Regions from separate parts of the Mus musculus genome. Here region 2 is linked to region 1. The links are chromatin contacts, called in public Hi-C maps. All regions are on one chromosome and are shown on one strand. The core of a region is the stretch at or near the end of the contact, and the rest is flanking DNA. Distances in the headings are between cores, read along the strand shown.

Region 1 (2,700 bases), core at 157-2,656:
TTCCAGACCCTACACTCACTGCTGTGTGGCCTTGAGCAAGTGTACTCACCTCTCTGAGCTTCAGTATCACAAAAAAGTCTGCTCAGAGGATGTTCCAAAAGTCAATCTAGATATACAGGGGGTCCCGTGGGGGAGACATACAGAGGTGCATGTTGGCACCTGCACCGGGGTAACCCAGGATGGGGACAGTCGTGCTGTGTTCACTCTTCCTGTTAGGTGTCCTACTGCTTTTCTCTGACACAGGGTGGTATTCTGCTGAGGGAGGGCTCCCTGGTCTACACCCCTGATGCACCACTTGGGGGAGAGGGATACTGGGGTGTGTGTGTGTGTATGTGTGTGTTTGTGTGTGGTTACATCACAGTGTCTGGGGGGCACAGGGGTGTGTGAGAGGGGAGCAATGACCTGTAGTGACACTAGAACAAGAAGGAACAAGTGCACTGGCACCCTACTCCCAGCCTAAATGCCTCCCAAGGCTTTGTTGGTCCTCTTAGGAGTGGTACATGTGAAGGGATTCAGGTCCAGAAATACAGCTTGGATGGGGGTGGAGCAGAACATGCATGCACTCGCGCGCGTGGCACACACACACACACACACACACACACACACACACACACACACGGTTGCTACTTTTGCCCCCCCCCCCATGCAAGGTGGTTCCAGCATTGAGCATGCGCGACCCGCAGCCCCACCCACCCACCCACTCAGATTCCAGCTTCACAGAGCTGCAGCTAGAGGCTCTTAGGTGGAAGAGGCAGGACTTGAACCTAGGTCATCCCAGCTCCACCAGATGCTGGCAATGTGTCTGTTGCCAAGGAACAGGGTGGATGCTGTGGGACCATTTGTGAGGGTAGCACGTGGATAACCGAGTTGTCAACCACTCACAGCTTCAGAGGGGACAAAAGTGACAGGATCTGAGTCTGGTGAGGGGGGAGGAGCAGCCATGAGGGCGGTCCACCTAGGATGCCTGGCACCTGGAGGCCAGGCCCAACCTGCAGAAGGATAGGTGGGTGCAGCCGGGTCCCGGGGACCCGGCATCAGTCAGTCCCTTCTCCTGGTGCTCAGGGGTGGCTGTAGTGCTGGTGAGCTCAGCCGGAAGGTGGCTGATGGGGATCTGCCCACGCAGGTTTGGATTGCAGCCCTGCCATTCACAAGCTGTGGCAAGGCAGGGTCGTCTGCCCCCTCGATCTGGCCTCGGTTTCCCCTCCACTAAGAAGCTCGGCCCGCGCCTTCCTGCCTCGCCTTTCCTCTCTGCACAGCTATTTAAAGTGGCCGTGGTTTGCCTCGTTCTTTAAAAAAAAAAAAAAAAAAAGAAAGAAAGAAAAAAACTTCATTCCCGTACTCAGCTGAGTTCCACAAGGCCAGCTGTCACCACTAAAAATGTCTGTCGTGAGACAGCCACCAGTGAGGAGGTGGGAGGAGGCAGGAGGCCCGGATGGGAATGCACAGCTCTGCGGCTGGAATTTAAACACACACACACACACACACACACACACACACACACACACAAATACATACATTCAGACACACTCAAAGACACAGTAATACATGCACAAAGACACACACATACATACATACATACATACATACATACATACACTACATGCACACACACATCCCCAGGACTGAGTAGGAAGAACAAGGAGATGGAAGGCCCCGCCTTCTTCCATTATCGGTGGCCTGCTGGGCCCTGTGCTGACAGGTGGGCAGAACCCTCAGCCCCTGAAGAATAGGGAGTGACATAGCTCGGTTCTGCTTCCAACTTCACACTCCCCTTTTTCTGGGGAAACCGGAGGAAGGGATTAGCCTGATCTCAGATCAAGGTTGCTTTTCCAGCCAGGGGCAGACACAGAGCCTCTCCAGGGAGGGAGGGATCAATATGGAGAACCAACTTGAAAAGGAGGCCTCATCATCTACACCTACAGAGAGGAAAACTGAGGCTGGCAATGGGGTCCTGGCTGAAACCGAGGGGGTGCTGACCCTGATACCACGTGCTCATTGGCTGGTGTGAGCAGGTGACTCCAGCCTTCCCTTCCTTTTGTAGGAAATGGCCAGGCACAGAACCACCTAAGGAGGATGTGAGGGTGGCCTAGCCACAGGCATAGGAAGCAGAGTGCAGGGTAACTGGGAGAAGGTGCTGTCAGGTTCAGGCTCAGGGCTAATCTGGGTGGTGGGAGCAGGGTCTGGAGAAATGGGGGATGGGGACAGGGGAATCTCGAGCACATACACACACACACACACACACACAGAGGAAGATCACATACATACACACAGAAGGATCACACACACACAGGGAATCACACACGGGGGGATCTCACACAGGGGATCTCACACACACACACACACACACACACACACACACACACACACACACAGAGGACTAGATGACTCTCCCCTGTCCCCACCCCAGGCAAGCTGTTGATGAGTGGGGCCCATGGGGGCTGGGGAACTCTATGACCCTGAACTGTTGGGAACTCTTCAAAAATGGCGGGGTGGGGGGCGCAGGCAGGAACACACACATGGCCAGTCTTCTGGGATGGAAAAGGAAAACACATGATCAGGGTCAGGGTCTCAAGGAGGAATTCTGTCTCTAGAATCATGTGCTGTTAGCTGTGGAGACTCATGCTTGTAATCCCAGCATTTTGAGGCAGAGGCAGGAGGATTGCTGCAAGTGTGAAGCCAACCTGGTCTCTATAGTGAGCT
Region 2 (2,700 bases), core at 32-2,531, 130 kb after region 1:
ATCCATGACTTCTTGGCAAGTAGTCTCCCAACTGAGCTATCTCTACTACCCTCGATATTACTTCCTAGTTCTTTCTGGGCTTGATTGACTTCAATAATAATCTGAGCCAGTACTTTTTGTGTGCTTTCCCGCCTGTACACGGTGGCGAGATTGAGCTGGGTCCTGTCTCTATCACTATCACGCTCCGGAGTGTTTTATTTCTACTCTGCTCCAAGCCAGCATCTGTCACTTCGGCTGCCATTCTCCCTCAGATGTGAGTCATGCTTTGCTGTCTTTGCCCGTGACCGCTTACATGTCACACTTGATGCTGGCCCGCAGCTTCTCTGTCATCTTTCACCCATTCTGTCTGCCAAGATCCACAAGCACTGATGCTCTTTAGTCTATCAGAATTCAGAATGTTGCTTTTGCCTCCATTCCCTGGAGTGTGTGTGTGTGTGTGTGTGCGCGCGCGCGCACGCTCGTACGTACAGGTCAGAGGTTAACACTGGACACCTTCTTCTGTTGCTCTCTGTCTTACTTCCTCGAGACAGTGTGTCTCACTCATTTACCTAGATTGGCTAGCCATTGACTTCTGAGTTCCTGGGGTACACCCTTCCTTATTACCCAGTGCTAAGGTTACAGGGATACCCAGCTGGGCCCTGCTTTATATGTGAGTGTGGGGACTTGAACTCAGATCCTCCTGTTTGCACGGATAAGTGCTCTTACCCACAGAGGCATCTCTCTAGCACCTCCACCTTATTTTTGGTGACAAGGACCCTCACTGAACCTGGAGCTCACTAATTGGCTACATTGGCTCCCAGCAAGCCCCGGGGATCCCTCCTGTCAGGTCTGCGTGAGCATGTCTGGTGTTTTTATGTGGGTTCTGGGGATCTGAACTTGCATGCATCGGAACAGCATGCACCGTACTGCTACAGCAAGCACTTTGCTGACTGAGCCGTCTCTCCCAGCCTTGCTCCCGCTCTCGAAAGGCAATTTAGCTGAAAGAGGGTTCAGACTGATGAATGCTTGCTTTAATTGCCTTGACTATGCTATAACAACAATGTTCTCCAGCCTTTCCTGTGGCTGATGGGTTTGTGGTCTCACTGGGCTGTGTCTCGGATGACTAAAGAAAGCGTTCTTCCTCCTGAGACGTTGAGCCACACCTTGGTCCTGTCCCTGGCCATGTGTGACCTTGGACTTAGTTGCTCACTGTTCTCAGTTTTGTAAGCCTAGCTTCAAGGGCATTTGCTGCTGCTGCTGCTGCTGCTGCTGCTGCTGCTGCTGCTGCCTGGGCTGGTTGCCATGGTTACCCTCACCTGGGTTGGCTAGAGCTGCAGTAAGGAAGGACCACAGGCTGGCTGGCTTACAAAATAGAAACGCGTTTTCTCAGTTCCAGAGGACACAATTCTAAGAGGAGATGTTGGCAGAGCTGGCGTCTTCTAAGCCCTCTGTCCTTGGCAGATCGATATCTTCTTCCAGCATTCCCCTGGTACCCATCTCTCTTCTTCCCTTTCTATGTGAGTGTGTGTGTGTATGTGTGTGTGTGTGTGTGTGTGTGTGTTGTGTTGTTTGAGATAGAACCTAGGATTTTGTGCATGCTAGGTAGGCTGTTTACCAGTGAGCTGTACCCACAGCTCTGGGAGGAGGATGCCATCATCTCCCTATTGTAACTGGAGGCAGACATTATGATGTCTTTCCCTGCATCTCACCATGTGACCTTGGCTACCCAGTGGGCTCTCCCTCCCTCCCTGGTGGGCAACCCCACCTGACCCTCCTTAGCCTGTACCCAGCTCCTAGACACAAGACTAACTGACCTAACACAGCTCCGGCTGGAGCTACATGACGTCTGAAGGTTGGGCCTGAAAGGTTCACAGCATCTCTGCTGCATGGGATTGGTCGAGCCAGCATCTTGCAAGAGCATCCCCCTAAAGGGAGAGAGTCAGGAAGTGTGAACACTAATGACTGTGGTCAGGCAAAGCAGGACTGTCCAGGGGCCACGCCCATGCAACACTTTGTGGAAATGTTGATTTAAACTCAGGGCTGGGGGAGATGGCAGGCTGGGAAAGTGCTAGCTTTGCACTTTTTACTACACTTCTGTAAAAAGCCTGACATGAGGAATCACTTGTAATCCCGGTGCTGGGGAGGCAGGTGACAGGCAGCTCCTGACCAGACAGCCTAGTCAGCAAGTCTCAGGTCCCAGGGAGACCAGGGATCAAAACAAGTATCCAGATGTTAACATCTGGCCTCCATGTGCACCTGCACACTTGTGGGTGCCTAAACACACACACACACACACACACACACACACACACACACTCACACACACACACACTCACACACACACACACTTAGAACTGCTTCCAATCTTCAAAGTCAAGACAAGGGGCTGAAGAGATGGCTGAGCCCATAGAGCGTCAGCTTTTGAAGAGGACTAGAGTTTGGTTCTCAGCACCCAGGAGGGGCAGCTCCCTGGAACTCCAGCCCCAGGGGTTCAGCCACCTGCTTCTGGCCTCTGTGGGCACCAGCATATGTGCATACACACAAGGTTTTCTAAACATGGGAAATCAGTGCTGCTTTGATGATTTCCTACTGGGTGGGGGGAGCTTCCCTTTTCGGTTGCATATTTAATAGAAGTATCTAGGTGTAGACTCCTCTGGTTTGTCCCTTTGGGAGGAGACACTCCTATCACAACCCTAAGGACTGGATCCAGGGTGGCAAGCA

What was found. Hi-C and Micro-C count contacts between places; a contact is called where the count stands out from the background.
Region 2: a Hi-C map of brain shows a contact between it and region 1, with 3 times the contacts expected there. The contact joins the promoter of 9330198N18Rik here to the enhancer-like site in region 1. A contact is called at or near these places in 1 of 15 datasets of contacts at CTCF or cohesin (the NIH/3T3 cell line), 5 of 484 Hi-C or Micro-C datasets (the G1E-ER4 cell line, bone marrow-derived macrophages, brain and 1 more) and 1 of 115 datasets of contacts at active chromatin or transcription factors (embryonic stem cells).

The regions. Positions count from the first base shown.
Region 1 is chr2:30,502,770-30,505,469 of GRCm38.p6, forward strand. No RefSeq gene overlaps it. Among named protein-coding and RNA genes, the nearest start is that of Gm39781, 6.3 kb to the left of the region's middle. Within about 2 kb of position 1,407, at least 26 of the 459 cell types and tissues checked have an H3K27ac peak or open chromatin away from gene starts, as enhancers often do. A contact at or near this core is called in brain and nephron progenitors, where this site is marked.
Region 2 is chr2:30,628,278-30,630,977 of GRCm38.p6, forward strand. 9330198N18Rik (a long non-coding RNA gene) reads left to right here and starts at 1,282. Exons shown (of 3, transcript XR_003954017.1): 1 at 1,282-1,468.